Linked DNA regions of Mus musculus: regions 1 and 2 are each linked to region 3. Evidence: chromatin contacts called from public HiChIP or PLAC-seq data. All regions are on one chromosome and are shown on one strand. The core of a region is the stretch at or near the end of the contact, and the rest is flanking DNA. Distances in the headings are between cores, read along the strand shown.

Region 1 (3,314 bases), core at 296-2,795, 320 kb before region 3:
AAGATACAATTTAGGACATGCCAGCTACAGAAGTCAATGCCCAGCACTGAAGCTTTTAATGGTCCAGCTGACTCTCCACCAGGGACTACTGTAGCTTCTGACTATTATGACATGGTTACTCAATGTTTTAAGCAAGTACCGAAAATGTATTATTAAGAGTAAATCATTCTTTTCAGATTACTATTGTTTGTTGACAATGCACCTGGCCATCCAAAAGCTCTATGGAAACAGATTAATAACATGTTAAAAACAAAAACCAAAAAACAACCTAACAACATGCATTCTGCAGTCATGGGCCGAAAAATAATTTTAACTTTTGGGCTTTAGTGTTCAATAAATGGACTTCATAGGAACTGGGTAGATGATGGTCAGTCAGAAAATGCTTGATGCCCAATCATTAAGACCTGAGCTTCAGCCACAGAACCCGTATTTTAAAAACCATGCACTGGAGCTAGGGAGATGGTTTTTGTAAATTGCATGAGGCCCTGAGTTTGAATCTCAGGATGCATAAAAGCCAGGTGCAATGGCTCTGCCTGTAACCCCAGTATACACAGGGAGCAACAGGCAGATCCCTGGAGCTCATTAGCCTGCAAAGGTTGCCAAAGTGTCAGCTCCAGGTTTAGTCACAGACAAAGGTGGAGAGTGAGAGAGGAAGATTGTCTCTGGCCTCTATGTGCATCACCCAAAGATGTATATCTGTACATACGTAAGAACATTAGAGGCACGGACCCTCTAAAATAAAAATGCCAAGTGGTTATGTTTACAATCCTGGTATTGGGGTATTTGGGACAAGGGAAGCCCTGTAGTCAACCAGCCTGGCCTAAACTGGTGAGCTCCAGTTAAATGAGAGAAATTGTCCTCAAAATGAAGGGACATGGGACAAGAGCAAGACCCAAAGTTGATAAACATAATACACATAGCCTTCCCCAACACACACACACAAAACAGTCGTAGACAACAGCAATCCTCTGAAAGAGAAAGTCAACTGAGCGCCTTTGGAAAGGCCCAGCGTCTCAGGTGCTGCTAAAACGCCTGCGGTTGGTGAGAGGCCGTCGGAGGGCAACAGTGATGGATGGATGGGGGTTTCATGGGAGGAAGTGACTTCGGAGCTCTGGAAGCAGGATGAGATCTGAGATCAGCCGGCTTCACGATCCTCCTAACTGTACTTATCCACCCTTCAATAGTTTAGGGAGCTGCTTCGTACAGATCAGCAAAAATATGGTTTCTGAGATAGAGCTACTAATGACTCAGGTCTTCCAGTGGTATGGATGGACAACAAAAGGTTAAGACTACCACTGGGCGATTAGGCAGTAGCAGGGGGTGAGATCTGTGAGTAAAATAAACAGCAGCATATGCTTTTAAAACAAAGAAACTAGACAGCACTGTCTTAGTCTTGGGTATCGCACACCTATCCTAACCTTCAACACTTTGAATCACCCAGCACACTAAACAAAAGCCTGTGTGGCTTGCTTTGCCACGATACCTGCTTTATCGTGCTGCTTTAGACCAACACCTGCTGCACCTCAGAGGTGTGCCTTTGGTCTGACTCTGTACCAAGGAAGAGGAATCAACAGTCTTGAGTTTCAGTTTTTCATTAATCATGCTGCATAAGTATGTGTGGAAAGCTTAAGAGTTTTTTCATTTAAACATTTCAAAATAGGTAAAAAGAAAAAGCCTAGGCAGGCTGAAGTTTTGCTTAGCATTTGTTAGAGGAAAATCCTGACAGGCTTCATCGCATTAGCAACAGGCCTAGTTAACACGGGGCAGGGCGCAGACCCTGAGGCCGCCTGTTTCTTTCCTAATCTCACTTCTTTAGAGGAAGTATAAACGGCAGGAGAAGAGACGGTGAGCAAAAAGGAAGCTGCATTAGAGGCTACAGGAAGAAGTACAGTCGCTTACACTCAGTGTATGGAAATCACCCTAGATAATGACAACACACATCAAGACTCCAAGAACTACTTGCTCAAGAATGGAAATAATGTGGCAATAGGAATTGCTCTATAAGAGCAGCTTTTGTTTCTAATTACATTTAGTAGAAACGGAATTTAAATGCTGGCGTGTGTGGCTATGTGACTCACATCTGTCTACTATATCCCAATGCCAGCTCCAGTCCGGTTTCTTTAATTTGTGTGGAGTACTAGGCAGAGCCAGGACCTGTTTATGCTAGGCATGCACTCCACAGCTGAGCCGCATGCCCAGTCCTTCTTACTACCAGCCCTAAAGAAAGCAAGGCCAGGAACCCACGAGACACACCTTAGAGCCCAAGTCTGTGCAGGGCAGTGACCTCGAGGGCCAGGGCTAACTGCTAAGGTGAAACTGTATGCAGGAAGAGCAGGTTAGAAACTGTACAGCTCCTAAAATACCAGCTTAGTTTTATGAAAGAAAATGTCATTCGTTTAAGAAAAAAACAAAAAACAAAACAAAACAAAAAAAACCCTGACTATCCTGAGGAATTAAGGAAAACATTGTATAGCCTTCTATTTGATTTTTCTGAAGTGTATTACGATATAATTATAAAAATCTAAGTTGAAACTTAAAATATTAATAGTTCATGATCCGTACATGATATCTGTTTGACAAAATATGTGAGTGACTTACCTTCCTCTCCCTAAACCAGGAGAGGATTCAAGACTACTTGGCTCCACACGCCCAGTTCCAATCTCTCTCTTGGCATAAGCTGAAGGGTTTTGTATTCGTGTTCTAGTTTGCCCTGCTTGCCTCGTCTGTGGGCTCCGGACACCATTAATTAATCGATCTGCAGTGAAGTTAAATATTGAAGGACTTTCTAGCAGCCCAGGCCCTCTCTCTGTACTAGGAATCGCATGGCGCAGATGAGACTTACTAGGATTCCTGCAAATGAGATGTTTGTATATGCTGAGTTATAAAGCAATCAAGGAGTATAGAATGAACATGCTAATGTGAACTATGTATGTCAAGATCTGCTTCCTACTGAATAAACACACGGTAAACGCTTCCCCCAAAGCCTTCTCTGAGGAGAATCTCCTCCTCACTGCTGGCATCCATTGGGGGCTTCCTTTAGATTACAGTTTTTAGTACCAGGCAGTCTCATCGCTGATGAGCATTGAGTGGTTACACACATCTCTTATTACAGACAATCTGGAACACCGCAACATGAAGTTCATGAGCACTGAAAGCAACCCGTGAACTTGCCTGCTTCTAGGAGGATACTGTCTGAGTGATGTCAGAGGAGACGTTGCAGGTTTGAAGGTCGGAGATGTAAACCCATTTATAAATCCAGTACTTGGAAAAGGAGTTACCTGGATTAACAAAACATAACAAAAACAAACAAAAAA
Region 2 (3,122 bases), core at 494-2,993, 300 kb before region 3:
ATGTCCAGCTTCAGAATAGGATTTTTAAAGAGCTAGATAAATGCAATTATCACACTTGTAAGGACAACTTAAGGCTTAAACAAATTCAGGAGGGACTGGTCAGGTCACGAGGCCATGATAAAGGCACAGAACAGTGCTCTGAAGGACCTTGATGGAAGGACATAGGTGTACAGAAGATACTGTGTAGGAATGATGGAGACTGGGGCTAGAGCGATGGCTCAGCAGTTAAGAGCACTGGCTGCTTATTCAGAGGTTCTGAGTTCAATTCCCAGCAAACACCTGGTGGCTCAGAGCCATCTGTAATGAGTTCTGATGCCCTCTTGTAACATGTAACATGTACATGCAGATAGAGTATTGACATGTACAAAGAGTATTCATATACAAAATTAATAAATCTTAAAAAAAAAAAAGCAGAGCTCTTCTCCTTTCCTCCTCCGCCATCATGCATGCTACGCCTGATTCTCACCATGTCTGCTCACAAGACTTTCAGAATCAAGTGATTCCTGGCCAAGAAACAAAAGCAAAATCGTCCTATTCCTCAGTGGATTTGGATGAAAACTGGTAGCAAAATCAGGTACACCTCTAAGAGAAGACACTGGAGAGAACGAAGCTGGTCTGTAAGGATTCACACAACGGCAAGACTGAGAGTTTATACTGAACTGTGGTCATCCATCAGACCTACCAGATGGAGTTCAACATTTTTAACCCGGAGTCTTGCTCATGTCTAAATTAGAGTGTTTGTCCAGCCATAAAATTTAGAACCTTTAAATAACAACCAGAATGACGGGAACCTGATGTAGCCCAGACTGATGTAGCAGTGCAGGAGGTTCACGATGGTGCGGATACACAGACAGTAAGCACAGCAGGCAAGCGAAGACTGTGCACGGTAGGAGAGGAGAGCTCATGAGGACAGGCTGCTGTGGGCGGGACTGACCGACACCAGTGAGACTCCAGTGAGTCACCACCAGCAGGAAGCAGATACAAGGACTGAGGCTACTTATAAAAAAAAAAAAAGTAAAATAAACGACCCAGTATTTTCCTTGGCATGAATGAGCACCACTCCTCAATTCTAACTATTGAACTATTAAGAAATCAATGGGGCCGGGCATTGGTGGCGCACACCTTTAATCCCAGCACTTGGGAGGCAAAGGCAGGCGGATTTCTGAGTTTGAGGACAGCCAGAGCTATACAGAGAAACCCTGTCTCGAAAAGACCAGGAAAAAAAAAAAATCAATGGGACGTCAGCAGGCTGTCAAGGACAGCAGCTACAATGTGAAGTTTCTTTGTCACCAAGTGTGCATTCCTGTCACATGATGAAAACAGTGCTTCATCTTCATCAATTTCTACTCACTCTTTAATATAAGCATGGTGGTGGAAAATACGTCAGAAGACTTTCAAACAGGAGTACCCCAGTACACGGCTGCTCCTTCTCAAAACTGTTAAGATTATAAAAACAAAGTCTAAGCACTGTTAAGAGTGAGGAGCCCAGAACAGGATGATGACTAAGTATAATGTGGTGTTCAAGGCAGAAAAAAAGACGTTAGGAAGAACATGTCATTCCTCATTCAGGTTTGTGGTAAGAGGAGAACAGAAAAGGCTGGTTGACAGGTGTGGTTCCTTCTGAGGGCAACTGCTGTCAAGGTAGATAGCGTGCTCTGCATTCTTGACAACGGGTCTTTCCCACTTCCTTCTGCCAGAAGCACCAGACAGTCTCTAATAGTCACTGTGAGGCCCCAAGCAAGCTCTTGAAAGTAAAATTCAGTCACAGTGCCCAGTAGTTTCAAACTCTCTTCCTGTCTCCCCGGAGCCTAACTACACTTCCAGTTTCCTACTGGCTCTGGTTCTCTGCTGTGGGTATCTACTCACCTCTCTGTCTACTCTATAGTTACTTTGTGACCTTACTCTTTTGCCTAGAGCTGAGGGTATTTTAGACCTGTTAGCTCCTCGCATGCTCAAGCACGCTCGAATACACGGACATCTTCAGGATTGCTCTGTTTTTGCTGTGAATTCTAACACACTCTTTAAATGGGTATCTGTATCACCGCATCCAAGGTTTTGATAGCCTAACAGAAGATGAAGCGTGCTGCCAAACAGTGTCTTCGTTCGGCACATGACACGGCACTGTCCTGACCTAACCACAGCTGGGCTGACCTGTGCAATATTGAGTCTGTTATTGTTTCACTCATCATGAATGGGAGGGAGAAATGCATGAAGGCCTACCCCTTGATGTTACTAGGTGCTAGGAGAGGGGCTATATAAACAATAGACCACTGATAAGCAGCGAGCATGCCAGTAACTAAGCCCCAATTTCGTCAAACTCAGTGGGTAAGACACCAGAATGATTGCTGGGAAGGAGAGGGGTTTTTGGGGGAAGGAAGGGTGGGAGGTAATGGGGTTGAAACAACTCAAACATCAGTACATACATGTATTAAACTGTCAAAGAATAGTAAAGAATAACATCTTAAAAGAATAAAGATGCTGGAGACACTGCGGAGATTCAGGCTGGGATCCCCGTGAGCTCTGCTTGAGGTGGCCTGGCCGGCGGCCTGCTCTCCTGCCTGTACTCCTGGGAGACTCTGGCCCACTGCAGTAGGAGCTCTCACAGTGGCTCCTTCTCAGCCTTCCCTTCATCTGCTTCCACCCCAGTGCTGAGGACTGAATCCAGTGCAGATGTTAACACTTTACAAACTGATAGGTTTTATAAATCACACCAGAAACAAAACTGGAGGTAAGGAACCATTTTCCCATTACCCACAAGCATTTCGCATTGGCATACACCCTAACTTCAAAGGAGAAGGTTTTTGTTTTCTTCCAAAAATAGCTTTAAATACCTGTTTACAAAGAACAAACTTTTGATTTAGAGTTTCCAGGCACACTTTAACATGTTATTTTACTTTTTGATATTATCTACTTGGTGCCTTTTGCAGCCTCTGTTCCCAGGTTAAGATTTAAATGCACCCTACACTCTCAGCTATCTCTGACTCCTTTCATTACTAGAGGACCCCACCACCCACTTATGCAATGCCTGTTACTCTCCCCTTTGAAATCTACTGTAAATGTCTAGCACTCTTCCCTGGTTCTGCCATCAAAAAGTCAACTTCACCATTACTCTAGTTTATCCC
Region 3 (3,108 bases), core at 507-3,006:
GATGATGTCTTAGTTACGGTTTCTATTGCTGTGAAGAGACACCATGACCATGGCAACCCATATAAATCATTTAATTGGGGCTGGCTTACAGTTCCAGAGGTTTAGTCCATTATCGTCATGGTGGGATGCATGGTGGGATGCATACTGGAGAAGGAGCTCAGAGTTCTACATTTTTTTTTAAAGATTTACTTATTATATGTAAGTACACTGTAGTTGTCTTCAGACACACCACAAGAGGGCATCAGATCTCATTATGGATGATTGTGAGCCATCATGTGGTTGCTGGGATTTGAACCCATGACCTTCAGAAGAGCAGTCGGCACTCTTAACCACTGAGTCATCTCTCCAGCCTGAGTTCTACATCTTGATCCACAGGCAGCAGGAAGTGACTGGCTTCGGCTTCTAAGACCTCAAAGCCCACTTACCTCCACAGTGGCACACTTCCTCCAACAAGGCCACACCTCCTAATAGTGCCATCCCTACAGGCAAAGCATTCAAACACATGAGTCTGTGGGGTGCCATTCCTATTCAAACCACAATTGGGTATTTGTGTCACTCCAAAATTTGTATGCTAAAGTGGCTTTAATTAGAGGCAATATCTTTAAGAAAAAGTAGTTCAGGTTAAATGAAACCATAGTGTGGGCCTGGTCTGATAATCTTAGTGTTGTTAAGACACCAGAGACCCTGCTTTCTTTTCCCCCCATTATGTGAAAGGCCAACTGGTTGCCAGGCAGGAAAAGATCTTAATCAGAAAGCAAACTTGTTGGTACCTTTGTCATGGACTTCTGCTCTCCCAAATTAACTTATGTCATTTCACCTTCTAAAACACGAGGTTTAGTCTTTTTTGAGCCCTGTTTTTTAATGTGGTCTCTGCAGTGGAAAAGATCCTGAATAAGGCCCAAACCATGTACATGATCTTAACTCTGTGTGTTGCTTATCTGAGGAGCTGAGGAGGTAGCTCCATCTGAGGTATTTTATTTTTTACTTATATATATATATATACATACACACATACATACACATTTGTTTTTCCCCCTTAGTGAAAGCACTGGGGAACTGTTATGCAGCATCCAAGAGAGCTATCCGCTGAGTTTTCCTATGGATCACCATTGAGAATAGTTACGTGGGAAGTGCAAGACAGGCAGGACAGTGTGTCAGGTGTCACATACAATATTCTTTGTTGAAGCTATGTTCAGTACCTAGCCAAAGAGATCCTTGTCCACAGAGCCATCCAGAACTGTGCAGCAGTCCAGGTATAGGGCTGTAAGACTTCTCTGGGGCAGGTGTGGGAGCTGAGAAGCCTCATGATAAAGAACCAGGCCTGTCTGAAGAGTTCTACCAGAAACAGCTCAGGGCTCCAGTGTTACTGCATCGTTCCCAACAGGCATTTCCGGTGATTGTAGCGGCCCTTCCTGTCTTGATATGTTTATATGCTGGGAGTCATTATTCTCTTGACCAGCACAGCCTGGGAATGAAGCTCTCATCTCATGCAGAAGGGAACCGGTTTTGCCAGCCTTTAACCTTTTCACAGTTTTTCAGGCTCCTCATTTTTTAGCTAGTTGAGCTAATCTAGCGGCGGCCCATTATGGCTCCCTTTTCATGATTCACCATGAGTCCTCTTTCTAGAGTAATGGATAGGCTGATATGTCAGTGGCTCCCTTGGCTTTTGAGATAGAGTTCTTTCTTTGCAGGGCTTCTCTTGTCCTCCTGCTGTTTGCTTTTGAAACTGCTTCACTGTTTAACTCTGAGTGGCCTTGAAATTCTGGTAGCCCTGCCTCCTCCAAAGTGCAGGGTTATAGGCATGAGTTGTTATATGCGTGGACTAGAGGGTCTGATTTGGTCTCCCTTTGTAAACCTTTCTAGGATTAGTTTTGATACTCTTTCTGCACTCTGGCCCATACTGATCACAGCTATGCTTAGAGCTTTCCTCTGCTAGGCTGTACCTGTTTTCCCCAAGCTCCCCTTCCTTCGCCTGTCACTCACCTGTGGCTTCCTAGAAGAGTTACACTACCCTGTGTACTGTCGTGCACCCTGCAGTCTTAGCAGATGTTAGCGTAGTCTGGCAATTCCTTGTTCTGTCAGTAGAGTTCTACTTCCTGTTCTTGATGGGTTCTGCAGTGCTTCTCTTTCCTCAGAACAGCTCTAACACCAGCACACGTTTGTCGCAGCGCCCTCCCAGAACTATTACCCCACTGACACCAACATCTTAGCAGTGTCTGTGAAAATGCACTCTTTTCCCTCCCGAGTCCCACTTGTCTCGCTTAGTGTCCCCACAACTCTGCTTGTCCTCAGTCCTCGTGCTGCCTTCATGGTTGCTCGTCCAGTAGACACTGAAGCTGCTTTTGGAGACTCTAACACACCCTTTCTTCCTGTTTCTTCCTTCCCTCAAATCTTGGGTGGTTCTCGGATGCTCTACCCGCTGGTGTGTGAGTATGCTGCCTAACTGCTGTTTCCTGTACTAGTCTAGTTGGTCTCATTCAGCATCTATGACGTTAAGGACCAGCTGTTGCTGTGGGTCTCAATTTGCATACTGACTTTACTCTTAACTCCAGACTTCAGTTGTCGTCTAATCAATACCTTGCTGGGATGTCCTGGGTTTTGGGTGTACCCTAACCTGTTGCTCTTATCCAGTTGCTCATCTCAGCTGTGCCGTCACCAGTCACTCAGGAGTTTGGACCGTAGACTTTAAATTGTCTTCAGTGTGTGTGTTCCATGTGTATATATACCTGCTGACAAATTCTGCAGCTTTCCTGAGGGCAGAAGTCAGTCTTCTTACTACTACCCACACCTAGACTTCTCTTTCCTCTAGGGAGATTTCCCTGGTTTTTCCTGCAGCTAGTGGCTTCAGCATCAATTTGTGTTAGCACAGTCTGTAGACTGGAAGTCTAAGAACAAGGTACCAAGGGTTGCTTTATTCTAAGGCCTCTATCCTTGCCTAGCAGGTGGTTACTTTGTCACTGTGCCCTCGAATGATCTTTCTTTGTATGTGTCTCTATAGTAATTGTTTTTTACTGCAGTGCATCAGTCATGGTAGACTGGGCCCTACACTCGACCCAATTTTAATTGCCTCTTAAGGGCCTTTTTTTTTTTACTAGGGTCACATTCTGA

The links. HiChIP or PLAC-seq counts read pairs in DNA pulled down with a chosen protein or histone mark.
Region 1: a contact with region 3 is called in an H3K27ac HiChIP or PLAC-seq map of microglia, with 6 times the contacts expected there. The contact joins two enhancer-like sites. A contact is called at or near these places in 5 of 484 Hi-C or Micro-C datasets (the Ba/F3 cell line, the C10 cell line, CD8 T cells and 2 more), 1 of 115 datasets of contacts at active chromatin or transcription factors (microglia) and 2 of 9 other capture datasets (adipose tissue and liver).
Region 2: a contact with region 3 is called in an H3K27ac HiChIP or PLAC-seq map of microglia, with 7 times the contacts expected there. The contact joins two enhancer-like sites. A contact is called at or near these places in 2 of 484 Hi-C or Micro-C datasets (CD8 T cells and liver), 2 of 115 datasets of contacts at active chromatin or transcription factors (epiblast stem cells and microglia) and 2 of 9 other capture datasets (adipose tissue and liver).

Annotation. Positions count from the first base shown.
Region 1 is chr13:9,158,087-9,161,400 of GRCm38.p6, reverse strand. It overlaps Larp4b (La ribonucleoprotein domain family, member 4B), which reads right to left. Exons shown (of 18, transcript NM_172585.3): 12 at 3,172-3,278; 13 at 2,599-2,850. Among named protein-coding and RNA genes, the nearest start is that of Larp4b, 66 kb to the right of the region's middle. Within about 2 kb of position 1,545, at least 35 of the 459 cell types and tissues checked have an H3K27ac peak or open chromatin away from gene starts, as enhancers often do. A contact at or near this core is called in microglia, where this site is marked.
Region 2 is chr13:9,138,227-9,141,348 of GRCm38.p6, reverse strand. The region is part of intron 5 of Larp4b (La ribonucleoprotein domain family, member 4B); the gene reads right to left. Among named protein-coding and RNA genes, the nearest start is that of Larp4b, 46 kb to the right of the region's middle. Within about 2 kb of position 1,743, at least 95 of the 459 cell types and tissues checked have an H3K27ac peak or open chromatin away from gene starts, as enhancers often do. A contact at or near this core is called in microglia, where this site is marked.
Region 3 is chr13:8,838,434-8,841,541 of GRCm38.p6, reverse strand. The region is part of intron 9 of Wdr37 (WD repeat domain 37); the gene reads left to right. Among named protein-coding and RNA genes, the nearest start is that of Wdr37, 31 kb to the left of the region's middle. Within about 2 kb of position 1,756, at least 38 of the 459 cell types and tissues checked have an H3K27ac peak or open chromatin away from gene starts, as enhancers often do. A contact at or near this core is called in microglia, where this site is marked.